Linked DNA regions of Drosophila melanogaster: region 2 is linked to region 1. Evidence: chromatin contacts called from public Hi-C data. All regions are on one chromosome and are shown on one strand. The core of a region is the stretch at or near the end of the contact, and the rest is flanking DNA. Distances in the headings are between cores, read along the strand shown. Region 1 holds the start of CG42514. Region 2 holds the start of mus302 (mutagen-sensitive 302).

The links. Hi-C and Micro-C count contacts between places; a contact is called where the count stands out from the background.
Region 2: a contact with region 1 is called in a Hi-C map of the Kc167 cell line, with 5 times the contacts expected there. A contact is called at or near these places in 4 of 107 Hi-C or Micro-C datasets (the Kc167 cell line, the S2 cell line and cellular blastoderm embryo).

Annotation. Positions count from the first base shown.
Region 1 is chr3L:16,492,295-16,499,219 of dm6, reverse strand. It overlaps CG42514, which reads left to right and starts at 2,984. Exons shown (of 6, transcript NM_168669.2): 1 at 2,984-3,081; 2 at 3,684-3,920; 3 at 5,280-6,074; 4 at 6,220-6,558; 5 at 6,721-6,925. The coding sequence starts at 3,906. CG33158 reads right to left here. Exons shown (of 6, transcript NM_176337.2): 6 at 2,660-2,776. CG43373 reads left to right here. Exons shown (of 31, transcript NM_168670.4): 29 at 6,220-6,558; 30 at 6,721-6,925. It overlaps st (scarlet), which reads right to left and starts at 1,569. Exons shown (of 7, transcript NM_079384.5): 1 at 1,153-1,569; 2 at 925-974; 3 at 680-816; 4 at 1-494. The coding sequence starts at 1,481.
Region 2 is chr3L:16,775,623-16,782,547 of dm6, reverse strand. mus302 (mutagen-sensitive 302) reads left to right here and starts at 2,812. Exons shown (of 2, transcript NM_140662.4): 1 at 2,812-4,333; 2 at 4,395-6,017. The coding sequence starts at 3,067. The coding sequence ends at 4,954. CG9705 reads right to left here and starts at 2,448. Exons shown (of 4, transcript NM_168683.2): 1 at 2,128-2,448; 2 at 1,758-2,043; 3 at 963-1,085; 4 at 129-884. The coding sequence starts at 1,891. The coding sequence ends at 710. It overlaps Nrt (Neurotactin), which reads right to left. Exons shown (of 3, transcript NM_057450.5): 3 at 5,083-6,925. The coding sequence ends at 6,188.

The DNA.
Region 1 (6,925 bases), core at 1,735-4,234:
GCCTGCTCATAGCCAGGATCGGTCGCCAGGACACCAATTAGGAAATCTGCCGGATTGTAGGCCTCCGGGCAGTAGTATCCATGATTCGCAAAGAAACTAAGCGCATGCTGAGGTGATCCCGTAAAGGCTACTCGCCCATCGGCCAGCAACATTACGTTGTTAAAGTTATCGAAGAGCTGCGAACTCGGCTGATGGATGGTGCACAGTATGGTGGTGCCCTTTTGGGCCAACTCGTACAACGTGGCCACCAGCTGCTGGGCACTGTATGAGTCCAGTCCCGTGGTAGGCTCATCGCAAAATAGAATCACCGGATTGTTCAGCAGCTCCACGGCGAATGCCAATCGTTTGCGTTCTCCCCCCGAAAGGACCTTCTTGTCATCGCCACTACCAATTCGAGTTTGCGCCGCCGAAAGAAGGCCGGTTCGCTCCAGCAGCTCTTTAATGATGAGGCGACGCTCCTCTTTCGACACCCGACGATCCAGGCGGAGATGTGCCTGAAACAGGGAGAGCAGAATACTTTTAACCACCTACTAAACTAGTGTATAGACCATATATTTAAAGTAGGACAAGCTGAGGTAACTTTAAGAAGACAATTTGATAGTTAATTTGAACAAGAATGAACGTTATTCTAGCCTTTCAATAAACTTATCAGCTAAGATATTAAGATACAGTAGCTCACCATAAAGTTCAAGTGCTCGAGAACAGTCAGCGATCCGAGGAAGAGGTCATCCTGGTAGACGTAGCCGCTGATGCGATGCATGAAGGGCCCAATGCGCCGGCCGTTTATCAGAATGTCGCCTTGAACGACGGTCCCGGCTGCAGCACAGATCCCAATGCAAATGGAGCGGACGGAGATAGTATGGGGATCAGTGTAATCTTATCGGGAACTAGAGTCGTATGTACTTGGTAGTGCCCACAACTTACCCGGCTGTCGAAAGGCGAGCGTTGACATGAGTGTTGTTTTCCCAGAGCCACTGTGAATGGTAGAAGTTTTATTAGTTGGGGGCGATATCCAGCGGAATCTCTGCTTATCAGAGCCGAAAATTAGACATCTTGACATAGTTAGCACATTTTTGGACAACCACTTCTCGAGCACTTCTCCACTCGAGTGCACCTGATCTCTTAGTGGTATCGATTTCGGCAGCAGCTTACCTCGAGCCCATTAGAGCCATCAGAGTGCCCGGTTGAATGGCCCCCGTTGAGTTGTTGATGATCCGCTTCATCCGCTGACCGGAACCACCGACATTGGTATAGACGCAGAGATCCCGCCACACCAGAGTGGCTCCCTGCTCCGTGGGCGACCATTTGCTGTAGCTCCTGAGCGGTAGACTTCTCTCCGAACTGTTCCGTTTCGATAGCTTGGGTGTGCTGTCCAAGCTGGGCACCTCAATGGTGCTGCCCACCGGCATCACCTGCAATTCGTGCTGCTCCACTCGCTCCGGGGCCTCCACATCGATCCGCTTGCTATCTGAATCCGACATTATCTCTGGTTTTTATCTTGGATCTCACGGCTGAGGAGCCAGACTTTTTTCTGAACCGAAGCGTGCCACAGCTGGGCACCAACTAACCGTCTAAACTTTGCTGAGAAGTTGTCACAGCCAAGTTGACAGTAAGATGGACGGGCACAGTAAAGATTGGATAAAGAGGATTTGACAAAAAGAATCTGGGATTTGTTTATTTTTATTTTTTTTTAAAGAGTTATAAAAAAATATTTCTTAATTACAATTAATGTACTTTTAATCGTTGCATAGATAACATATTATTTTAAAATTAATTTTACATTTTTGTTCGTTACTTACTCCCTACTCTCACTCTTCCTTTCGTATTATTAAGATAATGCGGCTTGCATGACAATAGCTTATTTGCCAATGACTACTGTACTGTGCTCATCACCCCACAATGCAAATATGTTAAACTTGGAATCCGAGGTGCGGGGTCCACAATCTTTAGGGTGGCCCTGGCAGCGGGCATTCGATCGTCTTGCAGTTTACCGACCGCTTGGGAAGCAGCGGGCTTAGGTGGCGGCTCCGATTACCATTGCCAGCGGAAAATGCAGTCCAGACCAACACACCAATCCAACGGGAAGCCATGCAGCGCCAGAGTCATCCAAGCAGCCAGCTCGGAAAACCGCCGCTGGATCGGGAAAGCCAACAACCAGATGGGAGGCAATTGTCTTCTCTGTTTTGCTACGCGTTTTCGCATTTTATTTGACTCAAAGGCGAACCAAGAAAATGATTGATGAATACAAGAAACTGTAATTCTCACATTTCCACAAGACGCTTTTTCTCAATGAAGTATTTTTTTGTTGGGTAAATTTACGTATTTTTAATGAGATCGTGTGCCAATCAGATTTGAACTTCATATTAAAGGGCTCTGGATTACATAGGCTTTTTTTTATTAGCTAAAATAATGAATAAATAATTTTTTTTATGTGGAAAGAGTCAAGGGCTTGTCTACTTTTTAAATTTTAACTAATATATAAATGATTTGAAGCACGTTTGAAAAATCATTCTTTTTAATCTCACCATTTGAAAGGCGAACAGAAAGTTGTTCTAAGGAATTGCTGCATACTTTTGGGCATTCCAAAATAATGTATATATATAATGTATAAGGTATATCCTTTGTAAAATAACCGCATCAAAGAAAACATTTTTTTTTTAAGATAATAACATTTATTTTTTATTTGTTCATCAAATAATTGTTTAATGTATAAAAATATATGTCATTCCTCAGTAAAATTTCCGGCATCCAAGGTAAATCAAAAACTTCTTGGTAACTGCAAAAAAAAAAAGAGAAAATAGTATGTAATCAGAAATGGTCAGCAGCTTATGGGAAAAATCCATTCAAAACGTTTATAAATAAAGAGTAATAAACAAACGTCGTTGAAGCTCCGATTGCAGGTGGAGGCCAATAGAAAACGCTCTGTATCAGCATTTCGGCTGATAAGGCGAGTTTAAGTGGACGGATCTACAACCCTCTGGGTTTTCAGTTGCTATCGACCTACATGGCGATCAAGTCGCATCCGTGCGGTTAAATATTTATGTTCTTTGGAACACAATATCAGTGGAAAATAAGTGCAGCGTAATAATGTGAAATTCAATATACAAACGACACAAACAGCACGGCAAATCACTGAAAATAATTATTGGAGCAAATCGTTGCCCAGTGTAATAAATCCAAATGAATGAGTCTTTAATTAAACTTCATAAACCCTTATCGATGGTTTTTAGTGCTTTACTTTGTTGCACGTTTCTGATATTGAAAAAACAAAAAATTGATTTGATAATAGATTATGGAAACTGCATAAATCCCGACTAGACGCTAATTGAAATTAGTTAAATTATACAATCATACACGCGCAACTAATAAAATCAAGAAGTGAGATAAAAAAAAACCGATTTTGTGATATATTCCACAACTGAAGTGTAGTTTAATAAATCTAATCTATTGCAAAATTAGGAAAACAAATAATGAATGAATAATAAATATATTCACCTAATATATAAAGCAAACAATCATTGATAAGCTGCAATTGCTAATTGAACTTATTACCTAAGTAAGGAAATTTAACTGCTCTCTGCAGTTTCCTATCTCGTGATAATAATTTCAAATTTTAATTTAAATATGTTTGGTTGAATAATTCACAAAATTAAAAAATATTCTAATCTACCCCCCATATCTAGGGTAAAAGGCTAGAAGTCTAATCCAATGCAAATTTACCAAAAATGCTGATTGATACTGGCAGTGTAATCTATTTATACGCTGCGTTTGGCGGTGACATTTTGAATTGCAAAAGCTAAGCGGTAAAAAAAAAAAACATCTACAGCATAAAAGCTTTCACCACCAAACCTAACAGACCAGCATACTTAACATTAACAGCGTAAGAGCGGGTGCGCAAAGTAAAAATGAGTGTCACGGGGGTAAGTGCTTTTTATTTTGTTTTCGTTTGCGGCGCTTCTAAATGTAGGCTCTAAATTCAAGAAAACACAAGGTGTCACTAAAAAAATACTAAATAAAATAGTTCGACTTTTATGCAATTAAAAAATTGAACAAATTGGACCGCTGTGATTCGTTGAATGATTACGTATGGCAATTGATGCCAAAAAAACGCGCGAAACTTGTAGAGAAATCTTCGAACATAACAGACCTGACCTTGAATATAGTTATTGTGCGTGCAATGAATCATTATTGATTTTAAGTTTTCCGTCTGGTTTCACAAAACGCAAATAAAGGAAACATTCGTAAATTATATCATTGTTTATATCATTGTTTGTCACCTACGAATAATAAAGGTGTCAGCATGTGGTCGGTATTAATATGATGAAGTGTTGGTGACTTACGAATACTCTTTTAGTATGCAATTCAAAGCTGTAAAGAAAATGTTAAAAGAACTTGTTCTGTTAAATTGTTGCTATAAGAAAATTTATATGAACTTGTTCAGTTAAATTGTTGCTATAATTACACTAAAGTCATAAGCAGTGAACAACCTCAGTTTCTCTTAGTTCTAGTTGGAGCAAAGAGCACATTTGGGATGTTACCATTTAGAGTGCATCATTAAACGATTTTTTGAAATCAGACCTGAAATTATTTGAGTAACTAACAACTGAACGATAGCAAAAGACATTAATATAATCAAGCAATTGTTCAGTGAACCAATTGAGAAACTAAACCGAAGGGTTGTAGAGCATCTATTGCTTAAAACGAGTTTTAAACGCACAGCGTAAGACGACGAACAAGAGACATCGAACGCGACCTCAAGGTGCCCAAATTAGGAGACAAGCTCCAGAACATCGCCCAAAAATATATGGAAAGGCTTAATGTACACCCCAACAGCCTAGCAAGGAAGCTAGGAACTGCAGCTGTGGTCAATGCTGACCCTCGGACTAGAGTCAAAAGAAGACTCAAGCGACACCACCCTCATGACCTCCCTAACCTGGTTTTGACCTAGAAAGTCTTAGTTTTAAAATTCATTAGAATAATCAAATAAATAATAATTACTATGTTATATCAACTATTATAATTCTCCCTATCATTTTTAGGATTAAAAATCTGTTAGTCTTAAGTAACCAAGACACATTGTAAAATAAAATAATTTAAGCAGATCAAATTAAGTTGCCGCATGGGTAACAGTGCGTTGATCAAATAATAAAAACATCATCGAAATAAAAAAAGAGAAAAAAAGAGAAAAGACGACGAGATCCTCTCTTCGAAATCTATGGCATTGCCAGCATCAAAACAATCACGCAGTTCGAATACCAAAATCCATTGCATACTTGCAGGCACACTCCGAAAATGCCGCACAAAGACGAAACAGTCGGTCTAGTGAGAACAGTGAGGACAATGAAAACAGCGCGTCCGGCACCGTTAGGGAACAGCGTGACGAGGCGGCGGGCCGCACCGTTCTCCAGTGGGCGTGGCATGTGGTCAAATCCACATCCGTGGAGCCCACAATGTTCCTGTACATGTTCGCCTTCATGATCACCTCGGTGGTGGAGCAGAACTTCTTCCTCTACAAGTCCTGTCGGGTTAACAGAAATTTCACGGAGGAGATCTGCAGGAATCTCAACAAGCCGGAGAACGAGGAGTTCCGAACGAAGGCAATGTTGACCAATGCCTGGTTCCTTCAGTGGGAGAACATTTCTGCCCACGTTTTCCCCATTATTCTGGCCCTTTTTCTGGGCTCCTTCTCGGATCGGCGGGGCCGAAAGTTGCCCCTGCTCATGGGACTAGTGGGAAAGTTTTTCTACTCCACGATGATAGTGGTCAACGCTAGGATGACCACGTGGCCGGTGCAAAACATCATCTACTCGGCGACGTTGCCATCGGCGTTGACCGGTGCGGATGTGGCCATTTTCGCCTCCTGCTTCGCCTACATCTCGGACATTTCCTCGCTGCAGCAGCGCACCATTCGGGTGACCATTCTGGACGTGATCTACCTCAGTGCCATGCCCATGGGCGTGGCCCTGGGCTCGCATCTCTTTTACAACGTGTTCAATCAGTCCTATGCGGACATGTTCACCGTAAACGCTTCACTACTTGCCCTCGCCATCATCTACACCCTGTGCGCCCTGAAGGTAAGTTTTGGATTCATCTTAGAAATCGAAACGTTCAAAAGAACATCGAATAATATGCGTCTTCCATAACATATCATCATATATCCATATAACTTCATAGTCCTGTACCTATGCACATCCTTAATTACGCAACTTCAACTTTCAGTGGCAAACGACGCCGAGACAGCGATCGTTGAGGGAACTCGGATGCTGTGGCTTTTGGGGCGACTTCTTTGATAAGCAGCATGTGAAGGACTCGTTGGCGGTGTTGGTGAAGCCGCGAAAGGGTCATCGTCGCAGCTTTCTCATTATCCTTCTGGTCAGCATGGCACTGTACACCTTCCAGCGTGACGAGGGGCAGTATCTCTACATGTACACCCTGGGCAAATTTGACTGGGATGTGAGTGCGTACAGCAACTTCAAGACATTCAAGTCATCGGCCTACGTGATTGCCATGCTATTGGCTGTGCCGCTGATGAACAAGATCCTTGGATGGAGGGATACGGTGAGTTCTTATTACTAGCTATTGCTTGGCAACGATTATAGTCTTGTTTATTCAAATTTAAAAGGAATTCAGAGATTACCAAGTAGAAATTAAGTTAATTTTTCTATTTCCATTTACGCCAATCAAAAATCCATTTAACAACTCAAATGGTTTCATTCATAGACAATCATTTTCATTGGCACCTGGGCCCATTCGATAGCCCGCTTGTTCTTCTATTTCGCCACCAATACGGACTTGCTCTACGCCGGAGCCGTTGTCTGCAGCTTGGGCCCAATTGTGGGTCCCATGATCCGGGCCATGACCTCGAAAATAGTGCCCACATCAGAGCGCGGAAAGGTATTTGCACTGCTATCAGTTTGCGATAATG
Region 2 (6,925 bases), core at 1,563-4,062, 280 kb before region 1:
AATTTTGCATAAAATTTTATTAGAACACATACAAGCAAGCGGCTATTATGCTGACCGCAATTGTGCGTACAATACACACTCCATGCTGATAACTCCCACGCCACTCCAGAAAAATCACCGATGGAATTGTTTTGCAGCTGTTTTAATAATAAAGTGAATTACTGAGAGCATTTTGCTTGTTTGCTTCGCGAACACATTCAGATGTTTTGTTATAATTAAAAGTAATTACTGATACAGGGCACCACAGCATCGCAGGCGCTGTGCTAGTGGCTTCTCGAATAACAATTTCAATTTCCAAATACATACGCGCTTTTAATAATATACTCGAAACTGGTTGCGGTTGCTCTCCCCTCTTCCAGAGGGAAAGGCAATATTTGTGACTGCGTTTTGTTTGACTTCCATAGCTTAGCTTAAATTCTAATTAAGTGTTCAATTGAAACTCTTGTGATGCTGCTCGCTGGCTGGCTGGATGGCAGGCCTGTTGTTCCATTCTATTACGTTCTGGTCTGGTTTCGGCTTTTTCCTGGCTGCTTCGATTGCTGTGCTTTCGTTTACTTTCATGGTTATTGTTCTGTTCCGGTTTTCCGTTTCGTTCATCTCGGGTGGCGTGCTCTAGCTCAATTAAATTTCTTGGAAGGCCGTTCAGCTTTTAACAACACACTTTTCCGCTTCCGAGCTTCGAAATCTCCCAGGGCCACAAGCTTCAGCTTTACTTAGCGGGCGAGGAGCCACCATAGAATGGCTCCTCCCACTTGTGGTGCACCTCCGGCGTCAGGTGGCTAATCTGCACGTGCACGGCCTGGTGCTTCTCATACTTGGGCGGAATGGCGCACAGACGGTATTTGACCTCGTCCCCGGGCATGGGCACATATTCACCTTCGATGCTGTGGGAAGATTACATTTTTGTAGGTCTTACAGAGCCAGCGCAAAGGTCGCCGCGCATGCAATATTCATTCACTTACTCGGAAACGTGGCAAAAAACGTCCTCTCCGCCGGCGTTGGGTGTAATGAAGCCGTGTCCTTTGGTGCGGCTGAAGGATTTCACCATACCGGTCACAACCGGATTTTCCAAGGCCCGAGCGGAGCTATGTTTTTTCAGCGTTATTTTGAGTTTGCGCGTGTTTGCGTTTTGGCAGCGTTTGGGAAAAGAATTAAGCAGGAAGAGACAAGTTAATCAATGGAGGATGCGCATGGGGATATGAGGGGGAAGAATTTAAGTACGTGGATTATGTTCGAAAGGGTTCCGAGAGCTTATAAATTCGGCAGCGACTGATTTCTGAATGTATGTATGTATGTACAATGAAATAATTGAAAAAGTATGGGGTTTACAAATTTAAACTTTCAAAAAAAATGGTCCTTACGGTTATAAAAATATTTATAAGTATATACACATAAAAATAAATATATTAAATGTAAATGTGGAACCAATAAAGTGTTCCATGTTCGATTACTAATTACTGTTTGTTTCATTATGTTTGCTCATCTAATTCAACAAATGCAGTTTAAAACATTATAGAAAGCTTTTGCTTTAGAAATTACAAGCTTCCATGCTATTCTTTTACTATTTCAAAAGGTTGTATTTGGTTTTCATACAAAAGAGCGAACCTTGTGAAATAATGTGAACTTTCGGCGCCTATTTGGCCCCATAAAGGCTCTGCATAGGGGCCAAGTTCCCCTTGGGGTCAAGTGTGTGTGGGGCCAGTAGTGGGTGGGTGGTTTTGCTGGTTGGGTGGGCAGGGCAGTGCAGGAGGACTTACGTCGAGGCCGTGCGAGTGCGCCTCGTGATGATGGGACTGGGCAGCTGCAGCGAGGCATTGGGACTATGGCTGTTGTGGTGTAAAACCGGCGGCTTGGCGGCCAGCAGCTTCTCGGGCGTCCTTGGTTCGGTCATGGCTTTCTTACACTGCTCGTTTACTTGCCGATTTATGCGTTCTTCCCCTTTCTTCGCTCTTTTCCTCTCCTCTCTTCAGACAGTAGAAGCGGCTTGCGCGTGTGTATATATGTGCGTATGTGTGTTTGTGGGTGAGTGGACGGCAGCCAAGTCTGTCGAGTTCAAGGCCACGGGGGGCGGGTTAGTCAGTCAGCAAATTGCGTTGCACTTAATTCACGTGTACTCGGTCAGCTTACCGACAACTTCACGCCCTCTTTCCTAGCACCTTGATAATTGGCAATCCAAAAATCCTGGCTTAGCTTCTTTTTTTTTTGCGAAACACCCACACACTGATGCAAATTTTACCGCTGTGCGAAACGCCGGTTGCCAATGTTATTTGTACCCCCTAAATCAGTCCTGCGCGGTATGACTTTTATCAACTTTGGAATCTGGGATTTTTTTAAACTTTTTTATCAATTATTACACCGGCTTGATGCGCGCTTTTTAAGAATTTCAGTTTTTTAACGAATGGCGGCGGAGGCGTCAAAGTCAGACCTCAGAGTGAACGTTTTGGAATGTTCCAGAAATCCCAAAACCTATCGCTTAGCCTAATTGGCAATCGATGTTTATAGCAACATGAATAAAATTTGAAAATCAAATTTAACGAACAAACAGGATTAATTACAAGTTACTCCAACTTGTTGGTAGAATAAATAGATGTGAAAATTTAATTGAAAGCATTTATAATTATTTTAAACAATTAAAAAATTGCATTTTCCGCACAAACACTCAACTCTTATATAGATTCTTTTTTTATATGCTTGATATACGAAAAAAATGTGTTCAGACTAATATGTTGTCCACACTAACAATGAATATTTAAATATATTTATTTACATGTAGTACTCGATAGTTTCACCCCGTTGTTCCATCACTAAAGCATCTCGATCTTGACCATCCCTAGCTTGAAATTTAGCGTCCTATTGCAGGAAAGTCGCGAAATAGATAAAATAATAACAAGAACTTTCATGTTTTCCAAGAGGAAAACTTGATTGAGACCATATATAGGTGAAACGGACAGCGAAGGTTTCGCAAAAGGCGACAGCGCCGTGGATCCGGAAATATACTCATCGGGCAGCAGGGAATGCGATCAGTCTGAAGCGAGAAAGCGGAATTCAGACATCCTGCTGCAAGGAATGGAGAATGAAACCGAAGCTCTTGATCCGGAAGTTTATGCCGATGAGACCTCTACAGATGATAGCTCTGGTGATGATGAGGTAATCCTCAATCCAGTTGAAGGTCTGCAGCCGGCGGTTGAGATTGATGAACAACGTGACCAGCCTGGTGAGAACGCGGAACCCGAGCAACCGAGAGTTCCGCCTTTAATTCTGGTAGATCCTCCGCATTTGCCCAGTCCCCCGAGAAATTCCCGCCGCAATCAAGGCGAAGAGCAGGAGGTGATCTCATTAGAAACGCCATCACCGCCCAAGAAACGTAAACGTCTCTCCGCTGCTGCCGATAAAAGCCTTAAAAAGTCGCCCGAGGGCAAACCAATAGTTGTAGATGACGAGGACGATGGCATGACCTGTCCCATTTGTCTGGATTCCTGGGAGATGAGTGGCGAGCATCGACTGGTCTCGCTGCGATGTGGTCACCTCTTTGGGGAAAGCTGCATTCGGCGGTGGTTAAACGAAAGCCATCGCCAATCTTCTGTGAAGGTGTGCCCGCAGTGCAAGACGAAGGCCACATTTAGAGATATCCGTCATCTGTATGCGAAGCGCATTCAGATGCTGGACACGGATATTAGGGAGCAGCTGGAGGCGGAGCGGCGGCGTACACATACTCTAACAACAGAGCTGGCTACCGCGAAGCTGGCTAACACACTCACCACTGAGAAGCTGATTCTCCTGCAGAAGGACTACGAACGGCTTAAGGAGCTGGTGAGGGCAGGTGGTGGTCGGGGAGCCTTCGGAGGCGATGCATCCGGCCAGAAGAGCATTCAACAACTAGCCACCTACCGATTGTACATGGAGAAGAACTTCGAGATAACTCGAGATCCCGGCTGCCGTGTATTGCTCTATTCCGCCAAGCACTCCATGCTGGTGGCCTCGCAAAAGAGTGCCCAAAACCTGTTCCCCGGCTACGGCGTACGCTTTATTGATCCACCTACCTTCAAGCCCCTGCAATTCCTGCACACCTCGGCACTCCTAATCCGGGACATTGCTTTTAGTGACTCACAGCACTTGCTCACTGTGGCCAGTCGGGAACTAAAGATCAAGATATTCGACATAAGAACACGGCTTTGCTCGTCTATGTTCACCGCTCATGACAAGATGCTGTGGTCTTGCGCCCTGGATCGCAACGAGCGCGAACACTTTCTATACGGCGGAGATCTGCGAGGTGGAGTTTATATCTACGACTTGCGGTTTCCCGAGAACATTCTCTGCGAGTTCCAAGCCGAAGGTGAGTGTGATGAATATGCAAACGTTAATACCCGCTTAAATCATTTACTTATTCCCTACAGTGAACTTAAGTCCTGTGATACACATAGCTCCTGTGCAACCCAATAAGATTTTTACCAGCGGTGGCTTCCTGGTCTGCCAACTTACGGCCCTTACATTCTACGAGTACGCTGCGGCCAGTGATACGGCTGTGCCCACTCGGCTAAATGTGGAGGGACCCTTTCTGTCCATGCAATACGATGCCGTGCAGGACACGGTGCTCATATCGGCACGATCCAATCCGAATTTCCCCCAGTCTCGCTTCATACTTGGTCGAATGGACAAGATTGACGGAACGCCGGTGCTGAAGGTCAAGGCCACCATATATGGATCGAAGGCCACACCGGTTATGACGCGACCGACCCAACTGGCCGTCGAGGATAATACCTTAGTGGTTGGCTATCTCCAGGATAGTAAGCAGCTGATGATGCATGATGTGCGGCGGGAGGAGCGAGTGCAAACAATGCCGGTCAACGAGGTGATCTACGACATCTGCCCTGTGGCTACCCAGGCCGGATCCTATTTGGCCGCCCTCACCGACAATAAGTGTAGAGTTTACAAAGTGAACAGTTCCATGCGATGATATATGTATGTGTGCATTAGTTTTCCGTGAAAATAACCAAAAAAAATTTTCTTTTAGCTAATTTCTGTGAAATATGTGACTACTGATATAAACGAGCTTTTAAGCTAAGTTATTAGTTATAAATTTTTCATTATTTCCGTTTATTAAACATTTGTCAACCTTAAGGTTCGCGTACAAGATTAATCTGAACATAATTCTATATTGTGTGTACTCCATGTTTTTGTTTTTGATTTTTGATTTCAATTTGTGAATGCTCAAAGTCTGTTGTGGATAAGTCTTGTATAAAGCAATAGAAAATGTTGGTTCGATTAATAATATACATATAAAGCTATACAAAAATGTTTTATCCATACAATATCCGATTTATATATGTATATGCGTAATTATAGATACTCCTAAATGAAATGTGGAAATGAACGAATGTTTAAATAGATGTCTAAATTCATTCCTGACAGTCTCGAAATGTTTGCAACACTTCAAACTTTTGGAAAAGTCCTTCGATCTCAGACTTGCAACGAGTCTGACATTTCCAAGCCCAAGTAAATGTTTATGAATTCGGTTTTCTTCTCTCTTGAGTCTTGAGTTTTGTAAAATTCTATCAAAAAATGTTCGTCGTTGGTCGTTTGCTGGTTTTTTCTTTTTTTTTCGTAAATCAAAAACCTCTGTGGCATTTACTCCTATAAAGTTGTATATGGTTTATAGTATTGTATATAGATTAGTGTGTTGAATAGTTGAAAGACGCAGATCTATACTTTTTAAGTATAATTTTGTATATTTTGTGATGTTTTATTTGTGTTTTTGCTGTTTGTGTCTGTGTGTTTATGTGTTCGTTAATGTTAAGATTAGAGAATACGTACTCGTATGAAGAAACGTATGGAGTCAGCATAACTTAAGACTTTCAACTTAAACTTTAAGAGAACTAAATATCCGTTACACATATATTTATATATATATAAACATTAGATTAACTTATGCTAAACTAAACACGAAACGAAGTCGGGAAGTATTAAGCTTTGATTAGGTAATCGGTTCGTATTAAATTTAAAGAAATCGATTATTACTTAAAAATCCAATGGCTAAAGTATTTTTAAATTTTCGAAATATTCCAGATAACTTTAAGTTTAATAGAAACCGAAGGCGCAACAAAGCCGAATGAGATAATCGATCCCAGGCGGACCAATACAGGTGAAAAAGTTTAGAAGCGAGGGCCTATCTGTTGGGATTTTGGTTTGCTTAATCGACGCGCGCATACCGCGGCACAATATCCTTGCTGATCCAGTAGTTGCAGGGCAAGTAGTCCTCTTCCGGCTGCGCATCCTGGCCAACATTGATGACCCGGCGGTTCTGGACAAACGACTGCACCGTGCCGTGCGAGACATAGTAGTAGAACAGCTGCTGCATGGCCGAAACGAAGCGGCGCTGCTCTACGGTGTGCGGCTCATAGCGGCCGAGAATGGCCTGGACATCGGCGTCCACCGTGGCCAGCTGATCGGGTCCCTCGCCTTGGGTGACAACATAGAACGGCACACTGGGCTGCTGTCTCGCATTCGTCAGCAGCGGGCAAACGCTGCGAATGTCCGAAATGATAGAAACCAGCGACGCATAGCTGCTGGCGTTGTACTTCTCGATAACCTCGTCGGTGAGGCCCAATGCTCCAATCTGGGAGTTTTCCAGATAGGCACGCACCTCCTCTCGCGTCCAGTTCGCATGCAATTCGCGCAGTTTCTCGGTGTGCGCCTCATGCGCCGTGGCGCCCATAACCAGCACCGGCTTGTCGTTGGCCTGTTCGCGCTTCCAGGTATCGGAAGGATGTTCAAAGACCACATCTCCATCGAGAACCAACCATTCGTGACGGCTACCGCTGGCATTCGCCTCCTGCGGCTGCGGCAGATCCACGGGGAAGTGCAGCCAGGTGTCGGGAGTGGCGGCCCAAAGTCGTTCGCTGGACGCTTCACGCAGGCACTGGATATC